Regions from separate parts of the Zea mays genome. Here region 2 is linked to region 1. A link is a contact called in public Hi-C data. All regions are on one chromosome and are shown on one strand. The core of a region is the stretch at or near the end of the contact, and the rest is flanking DNA. Distances in the headings are between cores, read along the strand shown. Region 1 holds the start of LOC103626675 (myb family transcription factor IPN2). Region 2 has its middle 72 kb from the start of sbp12.

The links. Hi-C and Micro-C count contacts between places; a contact is called where the count stands out from the background.
Region 2: a Hi-C map of leaf shows a contact between it and region 1, with 4 times the contacts expected there. The contact joins the enhancer-like site here to the promoter of LOC103626675 in region 1. A contact is called at or near these places in 2 of 25 Hi-C or Micro-C datasets (ear and leaf).

What each region holds. Positions count from the first base shown.
Region 1 is chr5:88,321,127-88,328,310 of Zm-B73-REFERENCE-NAM-5.0, forward strand. It overlaps LOC103626675 (myb family transcription factor IPN2), which reads right to left and starts at 2,929. Exons shown (of 6, transcript XM_008647072.4): 1 at 2,285-2,929; 2 at 2,107-2,183; 3 at 1,910-1,967; 4 at 1,314-1,383; 5 at 1,005-1,077; 6 at 1-709. The coding sequence starts at 2,492. The coding sequence ends at 65.
Region 2 is chr5:88,733,437-88,740,620 of Zm-B73-REFERENCE-NAM-5.0, forward strand. No RefSeq gene overlaps it. Among protein-coding and RNA genes, the nearest start is that of sbp12, 72 kb to the right of the region's middle. Within about 2 kb of position 2,770, at least 17 of the 20 cell types and tissues checked have an H3K27ac peak or open chromatin away from gene starts, as enhancers often do. A contact at or near this core is called in ear and leaf, where this site is marked.

The sequences.
Region 1 (7,184 bases), core at 1,679-4,178:
CTGCGAGTTAATTAATTAAGCACGCCGGATCGGATGGTTAATCATCATCAGAGCGACGAGCTAGTTACCCGTAGGACAGGTTCCTCGTCTGGCCTCCGCCGAGCACCGACGGGCTGCCGCCCATGTGCGGCCGCCGCAGCGATGGCCGCTCGAGCCTGACGTCGAAGCCGCCGCCCTTGCTCCCCGTGGAGTCGCTGGACATGGTCATGTGCTTGGCGTCGCCGTACACGTCGGCGATGGAGTCCATGACGTCGATGCCGGCGGCGTCCATCATCGGCGGCGCCATCTGGAAATGGTCGACGATGCCCTTGCCCTCGTCGTCCTCGCCCCACAGCATCGGGCTCTTGCCGCCGTCGTCGTCGGCGTAAGGGCTGACGGGCCTCTTCTTGGCCAGCGACCCGATGTCGCAGCTGGCGAAGAAGGCCTCCATCGGCCGCTCCATCTGCTGCTGCAGGTCCAGGCAGTGGCCGCCGCCGCCGCCGTACATGTGCAGGTCTTGCAGCGAAGGGAAGCCCATGGACGGGGCCATGTCCTTGAGCGAGCAGACGTCCAGCATCGCCTGCGGGTTACCTAGCAGGGATTTGTACCCTGCAGCCACCGGGCTGCACGCAGCCAGGTCGCCGGTGGCGATGGTCTGGTAGGCTTTCTCCAGGATGGACTGCATGTACTTGCCCTGGGCTTCGATCCTCATCTGGAGATGCCTTTGCACCTGCATGCATGCATGTTCATCAGTCCGATCCATGGCATCAGTGAGTGGCGGTAAGCTTCCTAAGAACGTTCATGTGTGGATGATGTGTGGTGTGCATGCATGTGTAAAGCTAGTTAATGATGGATGTCTGCATATGCATGGCCATGAGCAGCAACATGGTAAGGTCACAAAAAGTGGAGGCAAGTAAACTTCCTCGTATGCTTCAAAAAAGAAGATCTCAAGTTCTGTGAGAATTTCATATATGTGCTTTATTTAATTAGGACGATCGATCGGAGTAGATTAATTAATTGCATACCTCTAGCTGTTCATGTAGCCTTCTCTGGACTTCCATTTGCATCCTGATAGCCTCGTTCATGTGCACGCTGCGGCTGAAATAAACCATGCAGCAAGATCCGCAAAAGGGAGCTGTCAGGAGCTAGCAAACAATATATGAGAGCGAGAAAAGCACATATATATATATATATATATATATTTTTGTTTATTCTAGAGATGCAAAAAAAAGGACTTGAATTGGACTCAAGAAGAGCATATATAAAGTAATAATTCTTCATGTATATATAGCTAGAGTTAGCTACTATGAAATGAAATGAAGTGAACAACTGACTCGTTCATGCTTCTTCCCATCATGCCTGAAGAAGAGGCGGCGTTCCGTTGCATCTCCATTGCTGCGGCCGCTGCCATAGTTTGAAGAGATTAACGTTAACAGTACGACGCACGCGTATTAATTTGCAGCTAGCTAGGAAATGATGATGAACGAACACTTAGGCTACATATATATGTATATTATATGAACGTATAAATACATACATATAGATTTACAGATATTGAAGCACATACGAGTGCTAACGTACGGATGTACGTAGATCAGGCCAGTTATTATTATTAGTAATACATATTCTTGATTCTTTGCAATTTTGAATGGCGAATCTTAATTTAATTTCTGTGTATATACACTAGTATATTATATGAACGTATAAATACATACATATAGATTTACAGATATTGAAGCACCTAACGTACGGATGTACGTAGATCAGGCCAGTTATTATTAGTAATATATATTCTTGATTCTTTGCAATTTTGAATGGCGAATCTTTAATTTGTGTGTGTGTATATATACACTAGTATATATAACTGTGCTGTGCAGCAGGGAAATTTGGTGTCTTGTTGGCCGGTGAAGGAGCTAGACTACTGTCTTACCGTCCTTAACCGAGTGCTCGTTGAACTCCTTGTGCGGCTGCTTCCCTAACCTGAATTTCTGCTCACGAAAAGATCAATCAATGAAACAAACAAAGTTATACATATATATAAAAATCAGAAGCAGAAAAATATATGTATGTATAGGAAGGACGAAGGAAGTAGCAGCTGGCTGCAGAGGAAAACCTAACCCTAACTACCTGAAGATGGCTCTTGAGGTGGTAGAGGGTAAGCCCCTTGACTCCCATGACCCTCATGATGGTCTTGGGAGTCGCCTCTGCGTGAGAGAAAAAGGGAGGAAACGATCAGAACCAAGACGAGCGACCGGGCCAGGGAGCTAGCAGCAGCTAGCTAGCTAGTAGCTACTACTACACGTACTGTCGGGGCCACCGAGCTGCGTGACGGCGTCGACGAAGCGCTCGTGGAGCTCGACGGTCCAGCGGAGGCGGGGCTTGGGGTCGGTGGTGAGGACGAGGCCCGACCCCGAGTCGGCCTGCACGCACATCGCCTGCTGCCTGCTATCATTTGAGCTCACGGCGGCTGCGGCTGCGGCTGCGCTACTAGTGGCCTTCTTGGAAGGGAACATTCTGTCTACTATTCTCCCCGCGCCTCGCACACGAACCTCCTCTATCTCCTTCTCTCTCTCTAGAGAGATCTCCCGAATTAATTCTCTCTCCTCTCCTCTCTCAGCCGCAGCTAGCTGCAGGGTGTGTGTGTGGCGTGTGTACTGGCGTGGGATTGGGGATGAGAGATTCAAGAACAAGGAATAGGGTTCGCGCGGGGCGCGGAGAACGAGGACCAGGGCTTGCCCTTGTGGTGCTGCCTGCTGCCTGATAGATGCTGCGTGCCCGACTGCTGCTAGCTAGCTCGTGTAGTAGCTTAGCTAGCTTCTTCTCTTGTTGCGCTGAGGGCCGGGGGCTCTGGGGGTACGCGCGGTGGTTCCTTTCTTTCCCCAGCTAGCTTTCTCTCTCTTTGCCATGGGGTCGCGTCGCGCGCTTTAGTTTCCTCTCGCTCCATCTTTCCTCTCTCCGCCTCCCCGTCTCCTTATCTCTTTATTTCCATCTCGACCGCTTTCTCTCTCTAGGAGTCTTCTCCTACACAAAGCCCATGGTGTGTGTGATATTCTATCCAGCGCGCTGCCCCGGCCGGCCCGGAGGAAAACAACAAAGCCACCCGCCGTACCCAACTTGAGGGCTCCCCTCGGCCTCGATCATATCCCTCCTTTAATTCAATTCTGAGCACAAAGATGAGAGGCCAAAGTTTTTTTTTATGAAGCGTGTTATTACTAGTACCCTTAGGCCATTTTTAGTGTGCATTTTATGAGATGAGAGAGTTTTAGAAAGACGAAATTCTGGATAAACTGTCATCTAGACAAATATGGACATGACAGTCTTAAAAACATCGCGACGAAACTATACATGGAGAATGATCTTAGCATTACATAGTAACCATGTATAGCTATTTCTGTTTAGGCTTGTTGGACAAAAGCTCCTAGAGGCGGCTAGATTATCGAGCCATGTATATGTCTATTTCTGTTTAGTCTTTTGTTTGGCAAAAATGCTAGAGAATTCCAGGTTAAATCCAGGAGATCGAGCTATACGAAACAGTATCACTCCACACATATAGTCAGTATAAATAATAATGCATAGAAAATTTGACAGAACCGTTAGATCCCACATGAACATCGCTAGCTAATAATGACATATCGGGGGCTAATAAATCTAATGACCTTGCGCGTGATTTTGTCTTTGTGTGTCCCACACACATGGCAGGATCAGTACTACTTTTCATTGCTTCTCCTTTGGCACTAGAAACAAGCAAGTTATCCACCTTTAGTTTGTACTAAGTGTGTCCATTCTCTCCGGCCCTTTTTGACCATTCCAGAAAAACAAACAGGCGCGCAGTTCAATATGTAAATGTTATTCTATTAACCTGTCATACCCGCTAGCTGAGGGATATGGCCACTTCATTACCGTCTTAAAACGTACAGGGTTTCTTAACTATTCACTTCGGATTAAAGCTAACTATTTGTACTGTTGCAACTGTAATTCAAAGACAAAAATATTTAGAAGTAATAGAAGCTGATATGAATTAAAGCCAAACAAACATAAAGATGGAGATGGAGTGTTGGCACTGAGCAACGCATATTTAGAGCACAAAAATTTGACTACTTTGAACATGTCCTATTAATTACTCACACTGTTTTTGTTGGGGACTTGTTCTCAACCGCTATGAATCAAGAACAAGACAACATAAAATATTAAATGATAATGACCTTCGTCCAGTGAAGCATTATTCCCTCGGGGATAATGAACTCTAGACGAAGGCGTACGACAATACGATTACGAAGGTTGAGTTTTCGTAATCGTACGTTGATAAATTGTACGAAATAACATAAAATATAGAGTATCAAAAGTAAATGAATCATATTATACTCAATCAATATATTTGAGTATTGGATACAATTATACCTTTGCCTTGACAAAGGTTGGTTCTCAAAATGATGAGATGGTGAAAAACCCGAATCAAAAAGCGTGAACAGTAAAGGAGTACTGTTCACTATTTATAGGCACAGGACGCAGCCTGTGAGAATTTACAACCATGTCCTTCATGAAAGTCTACAATAACGACTCAAACGCTTATGGACTAAAAGGTCTTTCTACTTTTAAGTCGGTTCATAATTCCGAAGCTTTATGAAGATCAAGCTTCGGTCATCGCACGCGGACAGCTTCAGCTGAAGCTGCTTCTTCCTTCAAGACCTTCGGCGCGACGAAGCATAGTCCCAACAGTAGCCCCTTTCGCGACGCTAGATCGTTTTTCGTAACGAGCTTGATCCGTGAAAAGAAAAAGTCTCTTAAGCTTCGGAAAGCCGAAGGTCCAAAAAACACCTTCCCTGAGCTCGTTGCCGAGAAACGATTCAGTTTCCGAGCGCGTAGCGGTCCCACCTTGCAGAGTTACTGTTTGGTCTCTGCGGTCCACCGCGCAGCGAGTGCAAGCGGCTGTCCGCCTGGTGTAAAAATCCTGGCGCTTCGCCTTCTTACCTGCAGTACTATATAAACAGATGAGTAGGTGTGAAGTTACCACAGCATTCATTGCTATTTGCACTGTTTTGCTGCCAAAATTTTTAACCATAGCCGAAGCTTGACTCTCGGAATCGAACGAAGCTCCAGCTTAAAGCCTGCTTCGTCAGAAGAAGAAACTTCGGAAGAAAAAGTATTTAAATCCCACAAATTCAGAATTAAATGGCTAGAGTGCGTTATACCGCTAGGGTTGAGCGTGAGGGAGGCGAAGCTGAAGGCTCGGAGACTATTCCCATCTCCGAAGCAATGCAGCGATCCGGACTGGTAACTTCGGAAGAAATCCCCACTGTTGAAGTAGAACAAGCAACTGCCGAAGCAGAAGAAGAGAACATTGAAGAAACTGATCCCGAAGATGATTATCGTATTGCCATGCCGAGTAAACCCAGTCACCTGGACTTCGGAAAGTCGACTGTTTCAAAAGGTGATCTCTCCAAGATGGTAAAGTCGGGCTATTTCAGTGAAAATCAGAAGAAGCTGCTTCGCTTCGGGGGGGGGGGGGGGAAGAAACTACCCCGAAGCCAGAGAAAGATGAAATAGTTATTTTCAAGAGCTTTCTAAAGGCTGGGTTGAGATTCCCCCTGAATGGGATTATTGCAGAAATATTGAATAGGTTTGGAATCTACTTTCATCAGCTGACTCCTAACGCTATCGTTAGGCTCAATGTTTATATCTGGGCCCTCCGAAGCCAAACGGTGGAACCGTTTGCGGACAGCTTTTGCCGAGTTCACGAGCTGCACTATCAGACGAAGGCTAGAAAAGATGGATTGCATGACAATTTTGGTTGCTATAATTTTGCTTATCGGAAAACCACAAAGTTTCCTATAATCAGCTACCGAAGCAAATGGGCAGCAGGCTGGAAGTCGGAGTGGTTCTATGTCAAGGTTGATGATGACAAGGAGAAGTTTGTGCAAAGTCCACTTGAACTAATCTTCGGAGAAACCCGACCTCGTTGCAACATGACACCAGAAGGTCCAACCCAACAAGCGTTAGATGAGTTCAGAATTATTTCAGAGCATATCAGTACAAGAGACCTGGTGCAGGAGTTTTTGGCTTTCAGGGTTTTTCCTAGTTTAAAAGAATGGAAAATGCCGAAGCTAGAGGGGGAGAAAAGAGAAGGAGAACTTGTGCGATTACCTTACTATTTCAAGTTCAAGAAATACTTTAAAACACCTTGCCAAGAGTGGCTTGATACAATTGAAGTAATGTGCAATGAAATACTCGGCAATTACTCCAAAAAAGAAGATCAGTTGATGACTGCGGCCTTCGGCACCCGTCCGAAGCGAAGATTGAACTGAGTGCTGGATGCCATGGGTTTTGAATACCCTGACTACGAAAATCTGAATAAAAGTGTCGAAGGCCGGAAAAGAAAAAGGGTAGCCGAAGCTTCAGATAAAGATGAGAAGGAACCAGCAAAAAAGAAGAATATTCCGAAGAAAAAGAAAGTATTATCTCCGAAGCAAAAGATATCCGACAAAGAGGAGACCCCCGCATCACCCTCTGCCACTGACGTGGAAGAGATTTTGAAGGTAATGACTGAATCCCTGCCTATGAAGCTAAGTCCATTGGGGCCTCAACTGACGAAGTTTTTTTCAGAAGGAAAAGGAGCCCGAACAAACAAAGAAATCAACTAAAACTAAAAGACAAAGAATCATCGCAGTGACAGAAGTCATTGACAAGACACCACCGAGAGCTTCGGCTCAGAAGATACCAGAGGCTGAAGGACTAACAAATATTGAAGTTGCGCCTTCGGAGATGGCAGCTACTGAAGCTGCTTCAACCGAAGATTTGAACTTGGAAAGCACAATTGAGCATATCGATAAAATTCTGCTAGACATGGCCACAGAAGAAGCTACCACTGCCGCCGAAGAGGCCATGGCCGCAGCTTCTGGGAAAGAAAAGGAAATTGCTGACGAAGCTTCAGAGGACGAAGCCTTCATGTTCCAAAATTTAATTGGACAAGAATTGTCAGAGGCCGAAATGGAAGAGCTTAAAGAATATGCCAAATCTTGCGGTTATAAGCCAGGAGCACTCCTCTTCGGGGGAATTGACGATGAAAAATTGAACTGTATCCGAGACCAAACTGGAGCTAAGATCATCGGTACTCTATCAAAGAGTATCGATTTTCCGAAGCTGGAAACAGACATCAGCCGCTACCGACGACAACATATCGTTGGTAGTTTATTTTATTCTAATTTCAA
Region 2 (7,184 bases), core at 1,520-4,019, 410 kb after region 1:
TATACCGTTATGAGAAAATGTTTCATAATCAATTTGTGATTCTGACCATACATAAATTTTGTTATTTATAATCTATATGTTTCACCACTACATTGCAACCTTCAGTATCATGCAGACTTCGATATATGTCACGATTTGCATGGTCTCATCATTATAGAGCACGTTCCACACATATCGGAAGAAATTACATCGTACATCGTTAGTCATCAGACACATACCACCATACGCTTTTGCTTAAACAAAAAGGCAAGTGTGTGTTTGTGAAGAGAATTAAAGGCAAGTCGGCACAAAAGCTACCCAACGGTGGCGAGGATGACAAACTGGTCATTGTTGTCGGTCCTCCTCTGCGTCACCTCTGACGCCAAGATGACGCCACAGTCCTCGATATAGTAGTCATCGAACGCGCGCGACATACCGAGTACTGATGACTCTTGGCTGGGCTGTAAAACGAAGTGCACCCCGGGCTCATCAGCAAGGTAGTACCCCTGACCGTTGCACCACCGGATGCGCTACTCCTCTACATACATCGTGTTCAAGGACACTCATACAACGTCAGCAACGGCCATCGTCTCAGCGCACAAGAATTCATGACCAGTCAGTAGCGACTTACGTGGCAGGTTGGGCTTCAGGTGGACGATGAGCTGGACGACGTGATGACGTCGTCGTTGAATGCAGTGCCCAGAACTACCCGAGAGTCACCGATGTTGGCGACGACCATGAGGTCCCCCTGCTTGACGATGGACAGCGCGGAGTAGCCGCTTTGCACCGCGTCCAAGCGGTGGCGGCGCCAGAGCTTGTCGTACATAGCGGCACATGCGGCCACGTAGGGCTGTTTCTAGAGGTCGAACTGGCAGTCACCAAGTTTCTTCTTGTCGTCGATGAGCGACCCCAACACGAGTGCCTCCTGCTAATGATGTTTGTTCGGGGTTTCCAAGTAAGAAACATGGATTCATGTTTGGCGTTGGTTTATAAAAATAACTCACAAGTCAGATCCATGGAAAAAAATATTACAAAGAATAAATGTCACACATGCAAAAAAGGAATTTAAGTTGAAAATATTATTCAAACAAAAGAAATTGCATGTAAGGCTCTTCTTTAAATACTACTCACTCCATCCAAAAATATAGTTCAAGAATCTCGGTGATACTTATCTAATACTACGCATTGTGCAATGATAGCAGGTGGGCTTGGGGAGAGATGTAGTAGATGTGTTTCTGTTATAGATGTAGACATAAATATATATGTGGTGTAGTGGTAGCTACTACTAAATTTGCTTGAGAGGTTGTGGGTTCAAATCCCCTTGGGGCTATGTGTATTTTTTTAATTTTAGCTAGGCGGCGGCTGTACGGGGGAATGGAAATGGGAATGGGCTGTGCACGGGGAGGAGGGAATCGGAATGGGCAGAACGCGGAATGGCCGACTACTATTGCAGCCTTAATAAGTAGTAGAGATTTAGATTTTATTAAGTCAGAAATAGCAAAGATAACATAGAAAGGTGGACTTCCAAATGCAGAAGCAATTGGAAAATTGTACATCTTATGCAACTTGATCGAACTGTTATATTTTAGATCTTTTGTTTAGCATTTTTTAATCCACATGTATTTCTCTATCATATAAAACTCTATATTGGTTCTTTAAAATAATTTATATGAATTTGATAATGTTTGTCACAACTCACATGAATTCTGTATACCATAATGAATTGATGGTTGAGAGATTATGCACGAGGCATGCAAATTAACAAGACTCATACAAGCGTCGAACAATGTGCTGATGATGATCAGAGACACAATGGCAGCACATGATCAGGTCTTAACATGTTTGGCTTCCGAACAGGCTTTTCTCCAGATCCCCAAGAAAGAAGAAGATCCGGTCAGATATATGTCGATGCTCATCCCAACGTACATAAGTTATCAATTGTATTATATGTTCCCATTGCAACGCACGAGCACACAACTATAATACAAGAAAACAAATAATACAACAAAAATCTACCTCTATCATAAAAGGATAGCTCTCATTTTCTATATAGTGTTTTACCTCATTAATTTTTTTTTCAATCGATTCGAAAGTAGATTAGACAGAATATATGAATTTATCTCTAATCCTCACATTCCATGGATTCAGAAATGGATATTTGCAAATCAGATAATACCTAAAATAGAAAAATAGAGTCCCTATCCGTAGAATCGAAACCTTTTTTGCGCCGATCTTGGTCAAAAGTTTTAAGGCCCGTGCTGAAACTAAAAACATCCTACTCTTTAATCTGGCCATGAAACATAGAATTAGAATATCCCCTCTTTTTTTACTTGGGGGGGAGGGGGGCTCTCCGCGTGCATGGAGCAGACATTTTTTTGTAGGAAAGCACGGATCAGACATTTTGCAGGGGCTGATATATGTATGGGCCGATTTGAATTCAGGTTTGAAATGACTCGGTGGGTGGCCCAGCGAGGACGTTTAAAGTGTGCTTTCGGCCTAGTGATTATGAGCTAGAATGTTAAGCCCAGCTCGATCGAGTGCTCTGCATGATGCATGCATGACCGCTGTCTGGAAGAAGAAAGAATCCAATGCAAATAAAAACCCCGGCTGGACGAGAGACTACTGCAGGAGAAGGCCGGCCCTCCCAGTTGGCAGTTGCCATCCGTCATGGCACTGGCTGACTGGCAATTGGCGTAGGCTGGCGTCAGACGACGGCAGCGCATGGCCCCCAATCGCGTGTGCCTGTCGGTGTCGGCTCTCACTTCCTCTCGTCGTCAACCAATCGGATTCAATGGACGGCTATATATCAGACAGGTCGTTGGATGCTCTCGTTCACGCATGGGCCTTAAGCCAGGACATCTCTTGTTTCGTCTATTATTCTCATTAAAGATGTTAAATGTGCGAATGAGTTCAACCCACGGAATTTGTTGCCTTGTCTTTAGTGGTAACACTAAAAGGGGAAAAGTTGTGAAGTGTTATTGGCAAATAACATGTGATATGTGTAATTCCACATATACTAGAAAGTTTGGTCTGGGTGTAAATTTTTACTTTAGACTCTGCATATAAAAATGAGTGGTGTTTGGTCCATGACCGAATAAAAAGAGTTGAAAGTACTTTGACCAACTCTGGCTAAAAGAGGCTTGCCATGCTCATACTTCCAAACTATATACTTGCTAGCCCCAACACTTGTTCTTTTGGTAGGCCTGCAAACTTCAAAAATGCCACCATATTTCTCAAGTTCTTCTAAATGTGCAAGCAGAAGCAGTCTCAATACAATGTGGTGACAAATGCAAACACAACTTGATCTTTCTATTTTTCACTTATCTTGATTTAAATTTTAGCAGAGTATGACTAAGATAGAGCATGAGACATAGCAACCTAGCATACTAGTGATAACAAAAAGGATCTCAACACATCTTACACAAACTAGTTGTTAATATCGGTGGTGAAAATTTTTCATATTTAGCAAACTTATTCCACCTTCATATTATCTCAAGATATGAGACACGAGTCCTGAAAGGATCACGATGCCCAAGAGGGGGGTGAATTGGACTTTTCTAAAATTCCAACAAAAGTTAAACCCTAAGTATGAGCCCAACTTTACCCAACTACTAGCAATAAGTGAATACTACTAGATGAACAACAACCCTAAGTCATTACTACAAATACTAGCTAAGCAATTGCACAAAGAGAAATGCTCAAAATAAATGCGGAATGTAAAGCAAGGGTAAGAAACTCCTCCAATTTTTTGCAGAGCTATCGAAGAGTCTGCACTCTTCTCTAGTCCTCGTTGGAGCACCCGCGCAAGGGTATCGCTCCCCCTTGGTACTCGCAAGAATCAAGTGCTCTCTATGAGATGATCCTTTGCCACTCCGGCGCGGTGGATCCCTCACGACCGCGTACAATTTTAAGCTGGGTCACCAACAAATCCTCCAGGGTGATCACCGCACTCCAATCGCCATCAAGCCGTCTAGGTGATGCCGATCACCAAGAGTAACAAGCTATAGACTTTCACTTGACCAAGAGAAGCCTAATGCATGTGGTGTGTGCTCTAGGTGGCTCTCACGTGCACTAATGAGGTCCTAACACGGGATTAAGATTTTCTAATCACCTCGCTAGGCTTTTGTGGGGCTTGCAATGCTCTAGCAATGAATACACTTGAATGTGGGCAGCAAGACCCTAAATGAGGCTGGCGGAGGGGGTATAAATAGGCCCAACCACTGTGATATCTTGGCCCCTGGGATGGTGATATCCTGGCCTAAGGCTTAATAGAATTAATAGAGTATCCATACCAACAAGGTGCATCTTCTTTTTCAGAAGTCTATCTCGTAAGAACCTCCAAGTTAAGCGTGCTTGGCTTGGAGCAATTTGGAATGGATGACCGACCGGGAAGTTTTCTCGGGTGTGCATGAGTGAGGACAAAGTGCGCACAAAAGGCTCGTGTTGGTATGTGGGGATAATAATTAATCCTAGAGAGCTGCCAGGAGTAAGTACCATTGGTCCAGGGATTAGACGGGATGTTACAAGTGGTATCAGAGCCGACCCTCGAGGTTTCACGGGCGTGTGTGGGTTAGGGGTTCGGGTATATGGCGCATGGCGCATGTGGGCCCAGAGTGGTCACATGGCATGGCATATGATGACACTAAACTCACAGACATGGCTAAGAGGGAAGGTTCCTGGATTGGGGTTGACTAACGAGGACATCGGTCTTCTAAGGGGGGTAGATTGTGATATTCTGGTCCCTAGGATGGTGATATCCTAGCCTAAGGCTTAATAGAATTAATAGAGTATCCATACCAACAAGGTGCATCTTCTTTTTCGGAAGCCTATCTCGTAAGAACCTCCAAGTTAAGCGTGCTTGACTTGGAGAAATTTGGGATGGGTGGCCGACCAGGAAGTTTTCTCGGGTGTGCATGAGTGAGGACAAAGTGCGCACAAAAGGCTTGTGTTGGTATGTGAGGATAATATATCATCCTAGAGAGCTACCAGGAGTAAGTACCGTTGGTCTAGGAATTAGATGGGGTGTTACAAGTGGTATCAGAGCCGACCCTCGAGGTTTCACAGGAGTGTGTGGGTTAGGGGTTCGGGTATATGGCGCATGGCGCATGTGGGCCCAGAGTGGTCACATGGCATGGCATATGACAACACTAGACACACAGACATGGCTAAGAGGGAAGGTTCCTGGATTGGGGTTGACCGATGAGGACGTCGGTCTTCTAAGGGGGTGGATTGTGATATTCTGGCCCCTGGGATGGTGATATCCTAGCCTAAGGCTTAATAGAATTAATAGAGTATCCATACCAACAAGGTGCATCTTCTTTTTCGGAAGCCTATCTCGTAAGAACCTCCAAGTTAAGCGTGCTTAGCTTGGAGGAATTTGGGATGGGTGGCCGACCGGGAAGTTTTCTCAGGTGTGCACGAGTAAGGACAAAGTGCGCACAAAAGGCTCGTGTTGGTATGTGGGGACAATATATGATGCTAGAGAGCTGCTAGGAGTAAGTACAGCCGGCCGAGAGTGGATGGGGTGTTACAACCACCAAACTAGCCGTTGCTGGAACTTTCTGCGCGTGGGCACACCGGACAGTCCGGTGCGCCACCGGTGTGCCAACGGTGCATTCCAACGACTAGTTTTGACAGCCAACCGTTGCTCTGATGGCGCACCGAACAATGAACGGTGATTGTTCGGTGACCGGACAGTCCGGTACGCGCGCTAAAATTCGGCTACGTGAACTCGTCGCTCTCGGGTTTTTCGGGGGTAGAGGGTCTGCCCCGGGGCAGGCTGGTCCCACTGTAAGAGGGCGCACCGGACAGTCCAGTGCCCCTAAGACAGCAAACCCAATTTCTTTTCCGTAGGTTTTTCTAAAACGTTTTCGTTCTAACTTGTGAGTGTGTTATAGAGTGACACCTAGCACTAGTTGTGAGTGTGAACATGCACCAACACTACACTAGAATTCTCTTGGTCAAACTACTCATCCACAACCCCTCTTTATAGTACGACTAAAATAAAAATAGAAGACCTAATTCTATACCAACTGTCCACAACTCCTTCGACACTCGGAATATGAAGACCTTCATCTTTTGATTCGCCTTTTTCAGCCGTTGCTTCAAGTTCTCATCTGAGGGATTGTTTTCACCGTTGCAACACAACCTCCTATAATGCGGCCTAACTTATCATTTGCTCTGCAAAACACACGTTAGTCACATATAATCTTATGTTGTCATTAATCACTAAAACCAACCAGGGGCTTAGATGCTTTCAAGTCCAACATAATAAGTCTTAAGTTTAAGTGTTAGAGTAAAGCCCCATGAAAATTTCCTAAGCCATGAGTACGACATGATAAGTATCAAGGCCAAGTAATAGAGTGAAGCCCCACACTGACTTCTTGAGACATGAGTACGACATGATAAGTCTCAAGTCCAGGCGATAGAGTTGAGCCCTTAAAGTCGCCCAGAGGGGGAGTAAATAGGTGAAACCTAAAAATTATAAATTTTGAACATGAACTTCACCCAGGGTTAGTGTTAGAATGAGTAATGATGAAATTGGAGTGCAAAAGAGATTTCTTATTGCTATGAGTTTCTCAATCAATGCGGATAACTTTGGGAGCTAACTCAAAATGATTGCAAGCAAGAGAACTTAGATAGAGGGAAGAGGAAGAATCAAATCGCAATACAACATTAGCATAAAGACACGACGATTTGTTTCCCGAGGTTCGGTTCCAAAGAACCTACTCCCCGTTGAGGAGACCACGTAGGCCGCGTCTTTTTCAACCCTTTCCCTCTCTCAAACGATCACTTAGACTGGTTGAGTGCTTCTTCTTAATCTCGAGGGTCACTTAGACCCCGTAAGGATCACCACACAATTAGGTGTCTCTTGCTAGTTTTACAAGTGAGAATTTAGAAAGAGAGGATGAAAGCACGATCAAAACACCAAGCCAAAGAGCAACAAAAGATCACAATGTAACATTCTCTTGAGTCTCTCCAAATCACTAATCACTAATGATTCTTGAACACAATTATGGCACTTGGAGATGGATTTGATGCTTTGAGTGTGGATGGAGTGAAGTCTTTGGTCCTTGCAATGAATGTGAGTTGTGGAAGCTTGGGTGCCTTCAATGGAGGTGGTTGGGGTTGTATTTATAACCCTCAACCACAACATAGTTGTTGCCAAAGTTCTGCCACACGCGGACGGTCTGTGCCTCTGGGCC